Linked DNA regions of Sus scrofa: region 2 is linked to region 1. The links are chromatin contacts, called in public Hi-C maps. All regions are on one chromosome and are shown on one strand. Each heading gives the region's core, a stretch centred on a gene start, on an enhancer-like site or on the middle of the called end of the contact. The rest is flanking DNA. Distances are from core to core; before and after follow the strand shown.

The links. Hi-C and Micro-C count contacts between places; a contact is called where the count stands out from the background.
Region 2: a contact with region 1 is called in a Hi-C map of fetal liver, with 1.6 times the contacts expected there. The contact joins the promoter of TTPAL here to the promoter of HNF4A in region 1. A contact is called at or near these places in 1 of 5 promoter capture datasets (liver), 23 of 47 Hi-C or Micro-C datasets (adipose tissue, alveolar macrophages, blood and 12 more) and 2 of 2 datasets of contacts at active chromatin or transcription factors (alveolar macrophages and skeletal muscle).

The regions. Positions count from the first base shown.
Region 1 is chr17:46,818,755-46,823,872 of Sscrofa11.1, reverse strand. HNF4A (hepatocyte nuclear factor 4 alpha) reads right to left here and starts at 2,952. Exons shown (of 10, transcript NM_001044571.1): 1 at 2,672-2,952. The coding sequence starts at 2,786.
Region 2 is chr17:46,883,615-46,888,580 of Sscrofa11.1, reverse strand. It overlaps TTPAL (alpha-tocopherol transfer protein-like), which reads right to left and starts at 3,700. Exons shown (of 5, transcript XM_001926994.4): 1 at 3,546-3,700.

The DNA.
Region 1 (5,118 bases), core at 1,703-4,202:
ACTTATAAAATGGGAAACGAAATAATCCCTAGGGCTGTTATGAAGATTCAGTGAATCAGTCTGTGGGAAGCGCTTGGCACGTATGGGCATTTGTGAAATGTAAACTTTTCCAACGCCGGGGGCAGATGACGTCCAGCCTCCATGCGCAAGCAGCCACCCCGCCACATCTCATTTCTGCAGTGGCCTGGCTGAACCTCTCCTAGCCTCCCGAGGGTGCCCAGGAGCGCGGCCCCCTCCACTTGGTGAATTATTCCTGGAGATGGGGGTAATTGTTAAGCTGTGCTGGTGCCCTTTCTCCCTGAGCCTTGCCTCCTCCAAACCCCGGGAGGGCTTGACCCCACAACTAAGGCAGAGGCTGGGGGAAGGGGCTCCCGTATCCTGGGCAGGATAGGCTGGGTGCTGCCAAGTATGTCATCCCACCCCCAGGTTAGCTGATGGCCCCCATTCTCCAGGGGACAATGTCAAGTCTCGGAGAGGACAGGACTGGCCCAGAGCCATCACACAACTGTTAAGTAGAGGAGCTAGATTTGTGGTCCAGGGGTACAGGCCAGTGCTGTCCTCCCTCGTTGGGGTGTCTGTTGGGGGGTCTCATAAACAAGGACCCCCTGCTGCTTCTGAGTCGGGGGAGGGAGACAGGTGGGGGGCTATCCCTGGAGGCTTTGAGCTACTAGCCCAGGATGTCTGCAGAACATAAACCCAACTCTCAGTCCACTTCAACTCTCAGTCCAGTGGGGAATGTAGATCTTCCTACAGATGCTCAGAGTTCATGAGAAAACTCACGTGGGGCCAGGACCAGTTATCCGTGCTAAGCACATGGGTGCCTTATCTATTGAATCCTCTGGTTAGCCCAGGGAGGCAGGTGCTGTGATTTATTCCCATTTTACAGAGGAGAAAACTGAGGCTCAGAGAATAGCTTGGCAAATTCACACTGGTAGGAAGGATCTATGCCAGAATATGAACCCAGATCTTTCTGGCTCCAGAGCTGGAGGCTCTCCTGTCTTCAGCACACCCAGTAAGGAGCTTGGCCTCTGCCTCGGGAACACACAGCTCCCAGGAGCTAGAGGCGCATGCTCTGAAGGATGACGGGGCCGGGCCCAGGGAGCAGTCCAGGGCTGGGCGGTGGCCTGGTATAGCAGCACACCCTGTCCCTCTGGGTTCACACACACCCTGCCTCGTGCAGCGGTGTGTTGTTTACCACTTCCTGCATCTTTTCCCCTCACTGCCCTCACGTGATCCGCGGACACTCCTCAGAGCCGGCCGGCCAGCGGGCCTCCAGTGACTAAGCCCATTTTGTAGAGGATGCAGGAGAGGAGAGGCGACATACCCAAGGTTACACAGTGAGTGGATGGCCGGGGCAGGTGAGCAGCTGGTGAGACTGACCATGGGCAGGGCAGACGCCTCTTTCTGGCTGAGCTGACCTGACCCGAGTTCTGTAGCCCTCGGCTGAAGCCACGGGGCCATGGAAGGAAGGCAGGTGGGAGGCTGACTTCGGCCAGCTGCCCCCTCTCCTCTGAGGCTGGCCTGTGACCAGTTAAGTCCTGGCGTCCTGGCTTCCCAGGCCTCCTCCCTCCCCCCACCTCCTTGTGGAGACCCCCCCCCGCCCCTGCTTTCAGATGTGCCCTCGGTGATAGGGGAGCAGACGTATAAACTCGGGGAGAGACACACAGGCGACACAATCTGCTCTGAGTCAAATGGACATGTTGCTGATGTGAATTGCGTTGTCCAATGGCCATCCTGCACATCAGGTCTATACAGTCACGTGTGCGCTGGAGAGCGCTGACCAGCCAGGGCAGGATGCACATGCGTACACAAGCGGTACAAACAGAGGCACAAGATGACAGGATGCCCAAATGGGACACACGTCCAGGAAGCCCAGGGCACCCAAGACAACCCACATCCACAGCATAGGTGTGCAAACATGCACAGACAGTTGTACACACACTCGTCACCGCTCCTGGACCTAAGCAACAAACACAGGCGTCCTCAGAGACATCAACAAACACAGACCTGCTCAGTGAACAAATGAGAATAAAAACGAATGCAGAACACACACACATACGTACACACAGGGGAACACAGATGTGCAAATGGATTCCCATAGACACACATTTGCAATATAGTCCACTGCCCACCCACACGCATTATGTGGAAACTCATACATGCAAGCCCAGAGGAGGTCATGATCACACACACACACACACACACACACACACACACACACACACACGCACACACACAACTGCTGATCTGTCTCATTTAGCAGAACCTCTCTAAGTGGGGCTTCTCTCCCAAAAGTCCCAAAGACACCCTGAAACACAGTTGTGCTCCATCCACCGTCTCTGGGGACAGGACATACCTTGCCATTTCTCAGCACCTGGGCCTAAGGGGTTCAGGAAGGGGCCAGGTTGGGCCAATGCCTGGAGCAGGACGCCAAGAGGAAGCTCACCATCACTTTCCCGCCCCCACAGGCTGAGCGGGAAGAGCTTTGGTAACAGGGTCACCCTACCTGGGCATATTTGCTTTTCCTGGCAACACCTGGGCTCAGCTATGGGACCACCGGGCTCGTCTGTCATTCTCCTCCCAGCCCCAAACTGAGCGCCACAGACTCGCTCCCGTCCCTGGGCAGACCTGCCCCCAGCGGGCGCGCCTGGACACGGCCGCCCCCACCTACCATTGCCCATGGTCAACACCTGCACATTCTCGAATTCCAGGGTGGTGTAGGCTGGGTCCAGCGCAGCACTGTAGTCGGCCATGTCCATGTCGACCAGGGTTTTGGAGAGGCGCATCCTCCCCTCTCCACACGTCGGCCACTTGCCCTGCCCAGGATGTCCACCCCGAAGGCTCTGGGCCGAGCCCCGGCCCCCGCCCTCCGCCCTCCCACTGCCTCCTCCCAGGTGCCCCCTCTGCCTTCCTGGGTTTCAAACCGTCCTCTGGGAGGATCTGCCGGGAGTCCTGGCCTAGCCTCTCCGAAGGGGTGGAGGCTCTGCGGGGAGGGGTGGGGGTTAATGGTTAATCGGCTCCCCCACTGGTGGACGGGCTGGGCGGGGCTGCGGGGATTGGGCTGTTTGTTGGTTTCTGGCTGACACCCGGGGGTGCTATTACAATGGATGGGGCCCAATATTGTGTTATCAATTCTATAAGACGGGCACTAAGTCACCAGCGCTCATTTGACCCTGACTCAGCCACCCTCCATGTCACCGTCACCCCACGTCAGGCTGACAGGCTAACATATACCCTCGGAACCTGACAGCCCACCTCCACGATGCCCTAATTCAGTAACCTCCCAAATCTTTGACGTCTGCCCTCAATGCTCTTGCAGGGATAAAGCTGCCTCCTGGCTCAGAAATCAAACATGTAAATCCAGGCCCCAGATACCAATCTTCTAGATCTCATTCTGGGAGCTTCCTTCCAGTTTCCTGCCTCACCTGGGAACAGGAAGGACTGAGAGGGCCAGACTCCTGACCGCCTCTCCTCCCCTGCTCCCCATGACTCTGCTCTGGCCTCCACCAGCCCCCACAGCGCCCAGCTGCTCAGGCCCAGACAGACTCCATCTCCCTGTCACCTCCTCCTGCTCTCCTCCCCCACCCCCCCCCCCCAGAACAGACCGAGACAAGGCTTCCAGCCCCACAGAGCTGGATTAACATTCAGGCGCCTAGCACCTGCTAATCGTGACTTTGGGTAAATGATTCTCCTCTCTGAGCCTCAGTTTCCTCTTGTAGAAAATGCACAATCAACTTCAAAGGGTGGCCTGAGTATTAAATGAGATGGCACTAGGAAAACAGCAGGTGGTGCCTCGTAAGCATCCATCCCCCTTCTCCTCCATGCCTCCTTGGCCTCCCTTTTCTAGCTCCCTTGTTTCTCCCCATCCTCATGCCCCGGCCAGCGTGGGCTTTGTGGGTCAGCCACCTGAGCAGGGCACAGCGCTCCACACTTAGGCTCCTGTGTTTGGATCAGTGCTATTCTGAGCAAGGGGCCCTGCATTTCTGTTTCGGACTGGGCCCTGATAATTATGTGGCTGGTTCTACTTGCCTTCAACTCCTGGCTCACTTCTCTCTTCCTACACCCTCTAGGCCTCAGTGCCCGCTATAGCGACACTTTCAAGAGCTCCTGATCTCGCTGGGGAAGTAAGGTCACAAGGTAGACGTGGAAAGTGTAGGCCACGGTGGAAGGACCTGGGACTCCAGAGACCTGGGAACCTGTCTTCTGCTGGCCGGAAGGGCCAGGCAGGGGGATTTGGTTACAAGAATGGGTGAATTAGCGAGTGAGAAGGTGAGTGAGTTGAAGACTGAGCAAATTAATATGCGAGGACGGGAATTGATGAGCAAGTGAATTACTGCAAGTGTGAATGAGTGAATGAGGAAATGAGTGGGTGAAGGGACGAGTGGGCAAATTGGTGGGAGAGGCAGCCAGTGTTTGGGGATGTGGAGGCAGCCTCTGCATATTCTCCCAACTATCAGTAGCCCTTTCTCTGCCCCATGCCGATCTGTTCTCCTCCCTCCACCTTCCTCCTGGAGCTGAGATATCTGGGGAGGGGAGTTGGGGGGAGAAGTTGTTCTGGAGGAGAAGAGAGACTGAATTTGGCTTCAGGAAACCTTAGGAACTACCTCTATCACTATTCGGATGACATTGTTTAACTCACATCTCTCTAAGGGCCTCAACTTTCCCATCTGTAAATTGGAGTGAAGATCCTGGGCCAGTTGTTTGTTGATCAGGACAAGACCCTAAGGAGTTCCCGTCATGGCGCAGTGGAAACGAATCCGACTAGGAACCATGAGGTTTTGGGGTTGATCCCTGGCCTTGCTCAGTTGGTTAAGGATCTGGCATTGCCACGAGCTGTGGTGTAGGTCGCAGATGCAGCTTGGATCCCATGTTGCTGTGGCTCTGGCGTAGGCCAGCAGCTACAGCTCTGATTGGACCCCTAGCCTGGGAAGCTCCATATGCTGCGAGTGCAGTGCAGCCCTAAAAGGACAAAAGACCAAAAAAAAAAAAAAAAAAAAAAAAAGGCAAGACCCTGAGAGAGGGAGGGAGGAAGATTCCACAATGGTCTTTTTTTTTTTTTTCCTTTTTGTAGTCACACCTGCAGCAAATGGAAGCTACCAGGCTAGGGGTCGAATCGGA
Region 2 (4,966 bases), core at 2,451-4,950, 64 kb before region 1:
AAGAGATTTTTCACTACACTGTTAAATTTTTACATATACATGTGAGTTAGCACGGTGGCTGTGAAACTGAGCTGATCAGCTATTCTGTGGCGGGTGGAGCTGCTGACCCTCTGGATCCACCATCCAGTGGACGCACACTTTCCACAGACTGTCCCTGGCTAATGACAATGAAACCTAGGACTCTGTGAACGGGCAACTTTATCTCAAGAGCTCCCTATCAGCCTGGCTAAACCTTTTTTTTTTTTTTTTTTCTTTTTCTTTTTCTAGGGCCGCACTTGCGGCATGTGGAGATTCCCAGGCTAGGGCTCTGATCAGAGCTGTAGCCACTGGCCTAAGCCAGGGCCACAGCAATGCAGGATCCGAGCCGCATCTGCAGCCTATACCACAGCTCATGGCAACGCTGGATCCTTAACCCACTGAGCGAGGCCAGGGACCAAACCTGCAACCTCATGGTTCCTGGTTGGATTTGTTAACCACTGAGCCATGATGGAACTCCTAAACCTTTTTTTTTTTTTTTTAAGGCCACATCTGTGGCATTTGGGAGTTCCCAGGCAAGGGGTCAAATTGGATCTGCAGCTATATGGCCTATGCCACAGTGATAGCAGTGCTGGATCTGAGCCACATCTGCAACCTATGCCACAGCTTGTGGCAAAAATCCTTAACCTGCTGAGCGAGGCCAGGGATCAAATGCTCATCTTCATGGACACCAGTAGGGTTCTTAACCTGCTGAACCACAACAGGAACTCCCAGCCTGGCTGAACCATTTGGGGGCCGCATTGCAGCCTAAGACCCCCTGCCCAAACCTCCTACGTAGGGACTGGCCTCCAATCACTGTCTGAAGCTCTGCCTGATGTCTCCAGTTCCTCTCCTTTCTAAGTGTTGCCACCAATATATTTCTTGCATGTCTCATCTCATCCTGGTGTTCTGCTTCTTAGAAGACCTGAACACATGTATTGAATAAAACAAAACAAAACCAAACCCGAAATAGCATAGCTGCCTTGATATTCCTGAAATAAGGTCACAGCAGGCTGCCAGTTCCAAAGCCCAAGCTCTTGTCCATGGGTTGTCACTGTTCCCCCACTCTGAGCTCAACAAGGAAGGCAAGGATCATTTGGGGTCTCTGTACATAAGCCAGTCTCCCCAGAGGTCACGGCAGCCAGAGTGAGCAGGTCACCCCCTCTAACTTCTAGATCTGCCCACTGTTCACTACATTCTAACCTCCAGCCCCACCCAAGCTTCTTTCACTTCCTCCCAAAGGTGGTTTTATCGTCCTGGGCACATCCTGTTTCTTCTCACTAGCATGTTCTTCCTCCAGTTCTTCTGACCAATAACAATTGACCCTTCAGTCCCCATTAGATACCATTTCATTAATTCAACAAATATTGAGCACTTAGTAGGTAACAGGCCTTCTTCCAGGCACTGAAGGATATAGCAGTGAACAAATTTAAAAATCCTGCCTTCCCTGAGCTTAGATTTGAATTAAGGAGACAGACTATAGCAAAATAAACCACATAGTCTCCTAGAAGATGACGTGTGCTACAGAGAAAAATAAAGCAGGCAAGGGGGTTGGATGAGCCTGGGGATAGGTGTTGCATTTTAGGTGGGGTGATCAGGGAAGTCCTCATCCAAGTGACGTGTGAGCACAGATGAAGGTGCAAGCCATGCAGGTCTCTCAGGGAAGAAAAAGTACAAAGCCTGAGGCAGGACCGTGCGGGATTTCCAAGGAACAGAGAGGAGGCCAGTATGGCAAGAGCCAAAAGCACAAGGCGGAGAATATTAGCAGAGGAATTTAGAGAGGATCTTGGCTTTCTAGGCCATGAAGAGCTTAGTTACTTTGAGTTTGGTGGGAGCCATGAAGAGTTTTGAGTAGAGTGACATGATCGGATTTAGATTTTAAAAGGATCAGTGGGCTGTCTTGAGAATGGACTATAACAGGATGAGGAAAGAAGCAAAGAGACCACTTAGAGGCTATTGCAATAACCCAGGTGAGGGATGATAGCTGAAGCAGGAAGGTTTCTCTGTCTCCAGGCTCCCAGTAGGAACCCCTCTCGCCCCCTGCAGGAGCTCTCCGGCATAGCATGTCTCTCACTGCTGTAATCGCATGTGATTTGTGTGCAACATCTACATCTGGCTTGTTCATCACCTTAAACACAGCACTTAAGAGGGTGTCAGACACAGAGTCTGCACTCCATAAATATTTGTTAAATGAGTTTAATCTGTTTGGCAGAGATATGCTGAGTGAGGAACAGATCAACAATTGTGCTTCATGGGACCCACCCTGGCTTCTTTTCCTGGGAGTTGCCAGCAGATACCTATAATCCCAATCCAGCACTTAGCCAGGAGACGGACAGACTGCAGTGTCCATGGACTACAGGCCTAGGCTCCAAGTCCCTCTCCAGCCACTCTCCCACCTTCCCCCTTCTCAATGCACATTAAATGCCAGCCATAACAAACTAATGACCTACTATTCTTGGAACACCTCATGCATTTCTGATACCTCTGCCTGGAATTTCCTCACCTTGTTTGTTCCCAACCAGATAAATCATCACCTTCCAGGCCCAGCTTCAATGTCACCTACTCTGCCAAGCCTTCCTTGATTCCCCCAGGGTGACTCCCTCCAGTTTTCCACAGAACTGAGTTCCTTTTAGAACTGCAGTCCAGTATGCTATGTGCTTACCTAAAACTCCTCAGTTCCATCCATCCATACATTTATAAAATAACTATCGATCACCTGGTATGTCAGATACTGTGCTTATAGGTACTGGACACACAAAAACGAACAATACAATTCTTTGCCTTATGAAGTTCAACTCACAGTGTAATTATGAAAAGAGATTGTATGCATTTGAATGCTTTATCATGAATCAAACTCCCTGATAAGCACTTTACATCCATCTCTTGTTTACTCTTCACAATATCCGGTGAGAGCACTCATACTGTTCCTATTTTACAAGGGGATAACTGGCCACTAGAATGTAAATTCCCACTTGCCTGCCACATTCACTGCTATCCCCAGTGCCTGACCTATGACGGTGTTCTGTAAATACTAGTGATGGATGATGTGACGTTAAATGCTCAAGGGTACACAGCAAGTGAGGCAGAGCAAGGATGTACTTAGCCCCACACTGGGCTCTACACCGCATCTAGAGCGTCCTGTTTAATTTCCAGGGCTTCAGCAGTATCAAGCATTGAGCAGGACCCAGTCATAGGCTGGTGAATGAACTGAGGGATGGGTGCAACCACCATTTGATAGGGTGAAGCCGGGAATCTTCCTCACCCGGAGCTGTCATTTTTCGAGCATCACCCTTCTCCTCTCCCCACCCCACCTCAAGGAGAGGTCAGGAACCCATCGTTCCTGAAGCCAAGAGACCCCAAGTCCTGTTCACAACCTTCCGAGGCCCCCCCCACTTCCGGTTGTTACCCCTTCCCCTGTGTCCCCATTTCCTGGGGTCTCTCTCTACTCAGGTGCCCCATTACTGCTTATCCCTCCCTTTCAGGGGTCCCTCTCCCCGGCCCCCGGGGCACACGGGCTCGCGGGCACTCACCGGCCCGGCTACGGGGCGGAGCGCGGGTCAATCGGCAGCGGGAGCCTCGTCCGCAGCGTACACAGAAGCGACCCGCACTCCCTGCCCGGCCGGCCCGGCCGCTCGCCGGAAGTGACGTACATAGGGCGTGGGAAGGCGGCCGCGCCACTGTGAGTGCGCATGTGCGGTGTCTCCTGGCAGTCTTAGCTTTCGGTCCCCACCTGGCGGTCAGGAAGGCGGCGTGGGAGGTTCGGGGAGCGTGAGCAGCTTTGGCTAGGGTAGTTGGGGGAAGCTGAGGACCAGAGAAGCAAGGGAAGATGTTGTCGTTTTCTGAGAACAGATTACCAGGTACCTAGTAGTTTATATCTGTCATCTCGTTAAATCTTCAAATCAAATGCTACTATTTTATGAAAGGAAAAACACAATCAATGAAGTATAGTGCTTCAAATCTGGACCCAGGGGTTAGCGGTCCAGGTTTCTTTCTACCAGAGCTGCCCCCAGGACTGGCTGCTCCAAAGGGTAAGATTCCTCAGGGGACATCTGTCTGCCTGTCTTTAGCCAAGTGACTGAGCAAGTTCCCATTCCCCTCGGGCCTCAGTTTCCTCATCTATAACACGATTCTTGCTCTGGAATCCTTTTTTCTTTTTTTTTCTTTTTTTGTCTTTTCTAGAGCCGCACCCGCGGCATATGGAGAGTCCCAGGCTGGGTGTCTAATGAGAGCTGTAGCCGCCAGTCCAGCCAGAGCCATAGCACCGCCAGATCTGAGCAGTGTCTGCGACCTACATGACAGCTTAAGGCAACGCCAGATCCTTAACCCACTGAGCAAGGCCGCAACCTCATGGTTCCTAGTCGGATTCGTTAACCACTGCACCCCCACGGGAACTCCCTTGCTCTGGAATCTTGATCCAATAATTGTTTCCTGCTTTGAGGTTCATGAAGTCCCTTTCAGAAGTGGTAGCTTGAAAAAGGTTTTACTAGCCCCAACCTCCAGTCGGTTAAAGTCCTCAGCACCACCGCATATCTTGTGCAGCTACAACTTTGACACAATTTCCTAGGACCCTCGTTCAAGCAGAGTAATGCCAGTGTCTTGGTAATGACACTAAATCATTTCTGGAGAGAAATTCTGTGGTCTAGGAGGACTCAAGAGCCCAAAGGAGTACCCAAAAGGTGGATTTAAACAGTCTCTTCTTTTCCCTACCCTAGGGGCAAGAGGAGTCCCAGGGAGATGGGAACTGATGCCTATGGGCCGCAAGAACACAGCAGTTTTTGTCAGATGCTAGGTTGAGGTCAGAGAGAATCCTGGAAGTCATGAGTTTTTATTCCTGCTCTGGCTCCACTACCTCTATTATAAAGTACCAAACATCAGTTAAATTTGAATTTCATGGAATTCCCACTGTGGGGCAGTGGGGTAAGAATCGACTGCAGTGGCTCTGGTCACTGTG